2 separate regions of the Gossypium arboreum genome follow, and region 1 is linked to region 2. A link is a contact called in public Hi-C data. All regions are on one chromosome and are shown on one strand. Each heading gives the region's core, a stretch centred on a gene start, on an enhancer-like site or on the middle of the called end of the contact. The rest is flanking DNA. Distances are from core to core; before and after follow the strand shown. Region 1 overlaps LOC108470242. Region 2 overlaps LOC108467595 (probable transcription factor KAN2).

Evidence for each region. A called contact is a pair of places that touch in the nucleus more often than the background predicts.
Region 1: a contact with region 2 is called in a Hi-C map of leaf, with 2.1 times the contacts expected there. The contact joins two enhancer-like sites. A contact is called at or near these places in 2 of 5 Hi-C or Micro-C datasets (both in leaf).

The regions. Positions count from the first base shown.
Region 1 is chr8:16,927,701-16,932,613 of ASM2569848v2, reverse strand. It overlaps LOC108470242, which reads left to right. Exons shown (of 7, transcript XM_017771528.2): 5 at 272-418; 6 at 515-640; 7 at 1,092-1,944. The coding sequence ends at 1,372. Among protein-coding and RNA genes, the nearest start is that of LOC108470242, 3.8 kb to the left of the region's middle. Within about 2 kb of position 2,338, at least 2 of the 2 cell types and tissues checked have an H3K27ac peak or open chromatin away from gene starts, as enhancers often do. A contact at or near this core is called in leaf, where this site is marked.
Region 2 is chr8:16,651,199-16,655,882 of ASM2569848v2, reverse strand. It overlaps LOC108467595 (probable transcription factor KAN2), which reads right to left. Exons shown (of 6, transcript XM_053018067.1): 5 at 4,211-4,268; 6 at 2,785-3,453. The coding sequence ends at 3,337. Among protein-coding and RNA genes, the nearest start is that of LOC108467595, 6.1 kb to the right of the region's middle. Within about 2 kb of position 1,737, at least 2 of the 2 cell types and tissues checked have an H3K27ac peak or open chromatin away from gene starts, as enhancers often do. A contact at or near this core is called in leaf, where this site is marked.

The sequences.
Region 1 (4,913 bases), core at 1,089-3,588, 280 kb before region 2:
ATAGAAGTTCGAGAATCAACATTTCTATATTGGTCTCATCTTTCAAGTGCTGTAAGAGAGCTACATATCTCTTATTGTTGCTGCTTACATTTTGCATCTGTCCTACACTCCTACTATCCTTTGAGTAGACCATTGTTGACCAACAAGACCTTACTTGGGTTTGGGTTTATGTAGAATCTTTGTTACTCTATTCATTTTAGTCTTAGTTCAGTTGTCACTTGTCAGTATTTTCCATGAATGCAGTTTAACAATTTAGCTTGCTGTTTTACAGGAGATGTTTTCTATGCAAACTGGGATGAAGTACTTGTTGGGGCTACAGCTGTGGTTTCAACGCTTGGAGGTTTTGGCAGTGAGGAGCAGATGAAAAGAATTAATGGCGAGGCTAATGTTGTGGCTGTAAATGCTGCAAAGGATTTTGGTAAGAATTGCCTGTGATAACTTATATATCTAATTACTTAAGTTAAATTTGTGGTAGAGAGCATATCCTCTGTAATTTTTATGTTTTTCCTTGCAGGGATTCCAAAGTTTATCTTAATCTCAGTGCATGACTACAACCTACCATCATTTTTACTATCGTCTGGATACTTCACAGGAAAGAGGAAAGCTGAATCAGAAGTACTATCCAAATATCCAAACTCGGGTAATTTTTAATGACTAAGCTTATTGGTTCTTTCTCACTTACTATATACGATTTTCTAAATGCCTGACTAATTACATAAAACTAATAGCAAAGTAGTAAACAATTAGCTGGTAATGTCAAAAGTGACTTCAGGATGAACAAGCAGTCTTAAAATTTAAGAATGTTAATGCACACACCTGATTTGAAGCTAGCCCTAAGACTTCGAAGGAAAGGGAAAAGGGGGAGGCTAGGGAACTTGGTAGCGTCTAAATGAGAATTCCTGAAGAAGAGTTATCATCAATACATGTTCAACTTTAGAAGGATCTTACTCTTCTACAACTCGCGCCTGCATGAGCATCATGTATCTAATGCCACGTTTTTAAGTTAATTGTACTATTAACGCTCTGTTTTTTTCTGCCTTAGTCCTTTATTGAGTGTCCAACTGTTTTCTTTTTTTGGTTTTGGAGTTCAGGTGTTGTCCTAAGACCAGGGTTTATATATGGAAAGAGACGAGTGGATGGTTTTGAGCTTCCACTTGATCTGGTTGGGGAACCACTGGAAAGAATTCTTAGTGCTGTGGAGAACTTTACCAAGCCTTTAAATGCTATTCCAGCATCTGATCTGATCTTGGTTCCACCAGTTAGCGTAGATGACGTTGCTTATGCAGTCGTCAATGCTGTAAGAGATGATGACTTCTTCGGCGTTTTCACCATTGAACAAATCAAAGAAGCAGCAGCAAAAGTGAAAGTGTGAATCAGTTCTACACATTAGACTAGTTGTCATAAGCTCTCTAGTATTTCAACATCCACCATACATCACTTGATCTGATCCTTCAAAATGTGACTAAACGCAAGTTGAGCTGTTGTAAAGTTGTTCAAAAGTTCACTCATATATAATAATCAAGCAGAATCATCTATTATGGAGCTTGGAATCTTTTACAAAAGCATGTGCAAATTTAGCTATTGTATCTGGTGCTTGTCATTGCCTACTTTTAAAGACAACATTAAATCAACAATTGTATACAGAATGTATGAGTGGCATGGGAGATTGATGATTGAAGCTGGATTGGCAAAAGGCTACAATTGCAAAAAGGTAGTGGTAATCGTAGAAACTGATACTGAGAAGGATGGAAGACAGTTAGCTGAGCTTTGTTGTAGGAAATATTTTGTTAAGCTCAAGTTGTAATAATAGAAAATCCAACGTGGTTGGCTTAACTGGGCTGCCTTATCTGGCCCAGGTAATAACTGAGATGTGCCTTCTCCTACTGTGCTTTGTAACATAATTCTGAATGATGCGTTTGGATTTTTTTCTTTTTTCAAAAGAAAGATTTCATAAAAACCAGTACAGCAAGAAAGGGCCTAAAGCCCAAAAGATACAAATGTCCAGGCCCAAAGGCTAGGCCTAGTGACTAAGCCATCAGAAAGAGAGGGGGGCGGGGGGGAGATCGGGAAACCGCTAGATGGAAGCCGTTCTGGCTTTGAAAGTGAGTTTACCTCTAGAAAGAGGACGAAACAGAGTGAAGCCCGAGAAAACCATGGACACCGGAGATTGTCGGCACCGATTACAAGCCAGACGTTGCAGGAGACAAAGCCGAAAAGACCCTCCAATCAGTTGGCCATGAACGATCACCAAAGCAACACTGGTGAGATGATACTAACAACCTTCAAAACTCAAAATCAATGGAAACTCTAGCTAAACAACGTCGAAACAGGCTGACCCAAAACTTCACAGATAGGAGGGAAGAAAGTAGTAAAAAAACATCCAAGGGACTCACATGCCACCATAGAGGTGGCCGGAGACAAAAAGGGACGGGGCCTTTAGAGAGCAAAGACACGACCGTTCATTGACAAGCAAGGGTTATCAGCCAAAAGAAGGATTGGCTTTGGGTTATTTGCCAAAAACAGATGTCAAAGAGAAAGACCATGATGATAGTTAAAAAAAAAGGAAAAACTACTAAGATTGTCATTCAACTATTAAATTTTCTCATTTTAGTTATCGAAAATAAAAAAGTTCACAATTTATATACTCACGTTACATAAGTCATTCATTTTTGTCGCTTCTATTAAAAACTCTAATAAAAATTTGACATGTTTTTTTTATAAGTGGACCAATCATTGGATGTTACGTGGCATAATTTACCACTTATGAGTGTTACATACCACTTCAAAGGATTAAAATATAATTTACCCAATACTATTATTAACCAAAATAAAATATTATATTATTTTCTAGATTTGGGTTATGACCCATCCCATCCATTTGATGGCCATTAACTTACCCCAGCTGTCGTCAATCGAGCATCGTCTGAATCTGTCTTCTCCCGAGTTGACTCAGTCGTTGCTTCCATGTTCTGTGGTTGATGTGGATAACGCTTTCTTGTTAGCTCTTTTTTCGGCTAATGAATTTAATTTTTAGCATGCACCTTGATAAGGCTCCGAGCCCGAATGGAATGAACCTAACATTTTTCCAACATTGTTTGCCTATTATTGGAAATAATATACTCACATACTGCTATTAGTGGTTGGAGTAAGGATTTTTGCCGGAATCCCTTAACGACATTTTAATTATTGTAATTCCAAAGAAGGATAATCTGACTCGGAGTCAAGATTTTCACCTTATTGCTTTGTGCAACGTGTTGTACAAAATCATCGCAAAATTTATTGCTAATCGGTTGAAGATCATTCTGGCTAAACTCATCTCCCTAATGCAATTGGCTTTTGTTCCTAGTAGGTTGGTTATCGATAATGTGTAAGTGGCTTTTGAACTCATCCATCATATGAAGTCTAAAAGTCGGGGTAAGATGGGCAAGGTTGCGATGAAAAGAGATATTAGCAAAGCCTATGACAAGATTGTTGGAAAAAATCTAGTTCGAAAATGGTTTTTTTATATAGCAAAAAATAAAAATTTTGAAAACCAACCCGATTTGTGATATTTATAGCAATAAACATGTTAAAAAGGAAAGTAGATTAATTTAATATATGCTAGCTATAAGATTATTGTAACTATAGAATAATTAACTTGTATAGATTAGGAAATGATTAAATTACTCTTGTTGGGCTGCTATTACCTATATATAAGTGTTGTATCACAATTGTAAAGATATAAGAAATAACATTCTTTTTTTATTTCCCATCTAGTTTCTATTTGGTATCAGTGCTGAAAACTTTTTCCTAGCTCCCATAGAAACCCTAAAAAATATTTTTAGCAGCCCTTAGTCATGTCAGAAACTTCATCAAACTCTACTTTCTCATCTGCCTACTCAAAATCTACTAGAAATCATGTTTCCAACTCTGAATCGCATTCTATTCAAATCATCAATATCAAATTAAATGGTGATAATTTTTTGCATTGGTCTCAGTTCGTTTGAATGTATATTCGAATGCGAGGAAAGATTGGCTACCTAACAAGAGATAAGAAAGGACTAGTAAATGAGGACCCCTCTTATACTCTTTAAGACACTGAAAATTCCATGATTATGACATGGCTTGTAAATTCCATGGAGGAAGATATTAGTTCCAACTATATGTGATATTTTACAGCCAAAGAACTCTGGGATAATGTTAATCAGATGTATTCTGATCTGGGAAATCAATCCCCAAATTTATGAGTTGACTATAAAAATTAGAGAGATTCTTCAATGAGAGGAAAATGTCACCAAATATTTCAATCAATTGAAAAGGTTATGGCAATATTTGGATTTGTTTAATGATTATGAATGAAAGTCTCCAGAAGATTTCAAAAACTATAAAAAGATGGGAGAAGATCATTGCATTTACAGATTTCTTGTTGGATTAAATGTTGAATTTGATGAAGTAAGGGGAGAATTATAGGTCGGCAACCTCTACCTCCCATTGGTGAAGTATTTGCAAAAGATACAAGAGAAGAAAGTCGTAGAAACGTGATACTTGGAAAAAGGGAGACTGTTATACCACTTGAGAGTTCAGCCCTAATGACTTATGATGCCAATAAAGCACAATTGAGGCAGTAAGGAAAAAAGTCTCAAGTGTGGTGTGATTTCTGCAAAAAACCACACCATACTCGAGAAACCTGCTCGAAAATTCATGGCAAACTAGCAAATTGGAAGAGTAAAAGATCCGGTGATAAGCCTAATCTACAAGTGAAGCTAAGACAGGTCCATTCAATAAAGAGCAACCAGATCAACTTCTAAAACTGCTAAAATCCAATTCCTCATCTAGTATTTCTATAGGGAAATATGCCCATTTTGTAGTAAACATGTAACTGTTTTCTATTTATTTGAATGATGAATAAATAAATAAAGTTAATTTCACATTTC
Region 2 (4,684 bases), core at 488-2,987:
TGGTTGCTTTGATTTTATGGCCATCACTTTATATTTGATTCTGATGGGTTGTCTGCTTAAAGTTAATTCCCATTATGTCTCTTTATTCTTATATACTCGGTCTTTTATTTTTATTTTTTATTTTTTTGGTGGGAGCAATTAATAATTACCTTTAAAAATTGATTTGGTAATCTGTCTGTTCCATTAACATCTTGCCGCTACATATATGGGTTTCAAAAGCAGAGAACATGCAAGTGTCTCTCTCGTGTGTCACTGGGACCTGTAAGCTTTAACCCAAAGCCCCCCCACCTTTGTGTAAAACCTCAGCAAAGCGAGTATTAGAGGGTCTAAAAATTTTAAAAGCCAAAATAAATTTGGATCTAAGACCCAATTTCATTTCTTATTTTAAAAATTTAACTTGGTGGGGTTAAAAGGATGATTCCATTTTTTCCAAAGGATTTTATGACTTACCCACTGTCCATTTTCTTTCCTTTTTACCTCATACAGAAAAGTTGTAACATTACATGCAATATCTAACAAAAGGCTTAGCTATTTGACAATAAAACAACCCTGAGTTGAAAGTTTTCCACTAAAGCTACAAAGAGTTAGATTTAGAAGTTACCCTATTTAGTAGATGCTTTAATTAAATAAATCCAACTAATGTTAACTCTAAAAGTGTTGCTTAATTTAACATAATGTTACCTTTCCTTGCTAAGTGAAAGCCGTGGTTTTAGTAAAGGAATAATGGTTGAAAGAAAAGCATGACATTATTGTACAATTCTAGATTTTGGACCATCCTATTATATATATATATATATATATATATATATATATATATTCTCATGAAAGTCCATGTGGATTTAACTTACAAAAAAACCCCACTATGGTTCCCAATTTAATATCACTTTGTCTTGCACTTATCCTGCATATCTCAAGCTGCCATACTTGTATCCTTTACTTGTTATGGGATTGCCAAATCTCGGAGGAGACCCAAGATTGCTAGCAACAATAGTGGACCAATTGGTATAAGAGGCAAAGCAAACACATAAAATGACACAAAACTCCTTAATTATTCACCACAAAATTAACTTGATAAAGAAACTAGTTTCATCATGTCTTCCTTAATCGTAGAGGCACTTTAGTCTTTTCGAAGTTGCGGGATCCACGATTGCGACCCAACAACAAATTTTTGGACTTTTTTTTTTTTTTTTTTGTGCGCGCGCGCTATCCATGGTTATTATAATAACTTGGTAAAGCTAACATTAGAACATGAGCCTTTTGTTCACAAATTGAAAATTATTGAAGCCTAATGGTATGAAACCAAAGGCATGAAATTTTGTGCTTTATAGAAGGAAACATCTGACTAGAGAACAAATTTTTTTGGTAGGAATCTTTCTGTACAAAAAGACTATCTTAGATCAGATGTTGTTGTCTTAAATTCCCTATCTTCTCTATATATATATTACTTTTTTTTTCTACCCTCTTTTCCAATCATTCTCTTCTATTTTGGTGATTAAAGGAGTTTTTCAACTCTTTTTTTAAAAAATAAACCCAATAATTGTTATACGAATTTTTTACATTTCTCAAAACACAAGTGTCATCTTCATATTTTCGAAATTTAATTCTACAAGGAAAAATATTCAATTTTTGATCGTCTAGTCTATCTATTTTTTCTTTTCTAAAAGGAAATTTGGGTCTATGTTTGAAGATATAAAAAGGATTAATAAAATTCTCCATGCAAAACATAGAGGAATATCTAATTGGTGGAACAAGACGGGTGAAAATTCCAAAACCCTAGCTAAAAATGTGGAATAAAAAGCAATAATTCTCCATTGGGAGGAATTTGTAGGTACCACTTTCAGGGAAGCTTCCTCTCGGCAATTAGACATTCAATCATCTTTTTGAAAAGCTAAACATCAAAGTCTATGGCTTTTTTCCCTTTCTTAATTTAAAGTGCCAATGACAAACAACGAGGATTACGATGAACATTGTTCTTTATTCAGCTATCAAAGGAGTAGAATTTCGTCATTATCTGATATACAAATTCATTTCAAAACGTAATTTCATTTCAAAAGTTTTAGGGTAGATAAACATCAAATTCCCAATGTTTAGGTATATGATAAGGCAAAAGTACTATAAAAGCCCATGTATTAAAAGTTCGATTACATTTTGACTTCTCTACTAAAAAAATAGGCAAATTAATCACTATACATTAAATCAATAAGCAAATTGATCCTTTTGTTAAAAATTTTCATTCATTTTTATTGTTAAAGCTTGCCCCCATATATTAACATAGCACATCATGTGTCACTATCTAATTATTCTGTCAGCTAAATTAACTTTTAATAATACAAATGAATGAATTTTTAAACATAAATGACTAATTTATTTTTAAATTTAATATATATAGACTAATTTATCCATTTTTAATAAAAAGATAAAATATATAGAAACATGTACTATACTTTCCACAGGAACCAAAACGACTAATTCGAAATTGAAGGGTTTCTTTATTTAGTTTTTATTTTTTATTTTGCTTTTGCTTTTGACTATACCTTTCTATATAAACTTTGATATATGTGATTTTTGGAGAAAAGGCGTCAAAACTTACCCTTTTCATTTCCTCTTTCTTTATTGTATTTTACCCAACAAATTTGAAGGTAAATACTATCATTACTTCTGAGATCATATATTATACTTGAAAGACTTTTTAATGCTTTTTTCCCCTTTGTTTACAAAGTGTAAAGCATGTAAAATTGCTTTTAAAAAAAGAAAAGAGAGGCCAAATAAACCCCATACTGAGGCTTTGGTAAAAATAAGCTAAAAATTATATTAGAAATGTAAAGTGCTCCATTACAATTACCAAGGATCACTTCAAATATAGTTCATACTTTTAAGATAGTTAAAAGGGGTCACTCTCTCCCTCTCTTTTTTCTCTCTATCTTTTTCATCTTTCTTCTCTCTCTCTCTCGCTCTCGCTCTCTCTCTCCCTCTCTCTCTGTCACTAAGTGCAAAACATACAAAATCAATTAGATTTCATATTTACGTAGGAATATAATATTTTGATATGGATCTCTCAAGGCTGCTTTGATAGGAAGGACGTGTGCTTTTCTTTTGCCATCCCCCTCTCTCCTTTTGTTGCTCTGTCTTTCTTGTCTCTTTGTCTGTCTTTAGTTGCTCTCTTTTTCTTTTCATAATCTGATATTCTTTTTAATATATATATATATATATAATATGAGAGGGTACCTGATTCTCTTCACCAACTCCCCCTTCTCCTCTCTTCGGAGTCAGAGATATATATGATCATTTCAAAATGAGCAGTACACATCCTAATATATAAAATCATTTATATCTATATCAATGTGGAACCCCCAATGTGAACTCCAAATTAGGCTTCTTGGAGCATGTCTCTGAAAGGCTTGATGAGCTTACATCTGATATTCTCTCATAGCTTAAGCACTTTGGATCCATATCCTTCTGCACTCAAAATTAAATAAAATAAATAATAAAGCAAATCATCAAAAGCAATGAATTACTAGCCGCTACTAGTTTTTATGCATTAGCATTCATTTTGAACAGTATAGCCTAGCGTACTAAGCCTGGTACAGCTCCTCTCCTGTGTGCCACTCCCGACACTATTCTTTAGCATTACAATTATCTCTCCTGGTGCATTAGTCATAATTTGACCCCATCTACAACCATGCATGTTTCAAGGTCAAACCAATGAGCTTGATATGGGTCAAGAGGATTGGGTTTATGATAAATGCATGTTAAGTAAATTTGATGATGAGGCCTGAGCTAGGGAGGGTTCTTCAAAGAACCAAAAAAGGAACTTTTAACAATCATAACCCCCCCCCAACACACACACACACACACCCACACCTACCCCGGCTCTTTTTCTTTCCTTTTCATTAAAAAAAAAAAACAAAAAAGACTAAAAGCCACCTTGAGTTGGGGCTTTGCTTTCTGTTTAAGAACATTGAAAAACAAGGATTCAGAATCAACGTTTTCAAAAATCAAACCAGGAAATGATGCAAATTAGAAATGTGCATGCCTCCATGAAAGAAGAAGGAAAAAAATTGGGTCCACCTTTTTGGTATACCTTTTTCATTTTATATTGGTGTTTATATAAATATATATATATATATATATATATTAGCATTATTAGAATGCAGGAAAAAAGTTGGAAAGAGGAGGTTATTTGGGGAAATAAAAGGTTAGAAATTAGAACCTGGAGAGATGGTAAGTTTAGAGGAGAATCATTAGGTTTGCCATGCAGCCAAGCTTCCCTGTTAGAAACCAACACAAAGAGAGAATATTTGCTATCAGTGGAGGCCATGCATGCATGCAGAAGAAAAAGCAAACTGAGAAAAGAAATCTATCTTTTACTGTCTCGTTTATAGTTGTTGCTCACACACACACTTTACATTTTATGCTGATTGAAATAAAGTGAAAGCCATGTGATTGCCCATTACCCATAACAACAACAGACCACAAAGAAGGTTCAAAGGCATACCTTTAATACCAATATACAATAAATATTTCCACTAATGGGGCCACCAGTGAGTTTAGCTTTGAGACTAAGTTTTCCATTTGTAGGACCCATTTATTAGCCTTATATCCGAGCCCACAAAATCCTAAGGAAAGAGATATCTCCATTTTTTAGGCGGATTTGTCATTTGGGAATTTGGATTCTCTCAAGTCT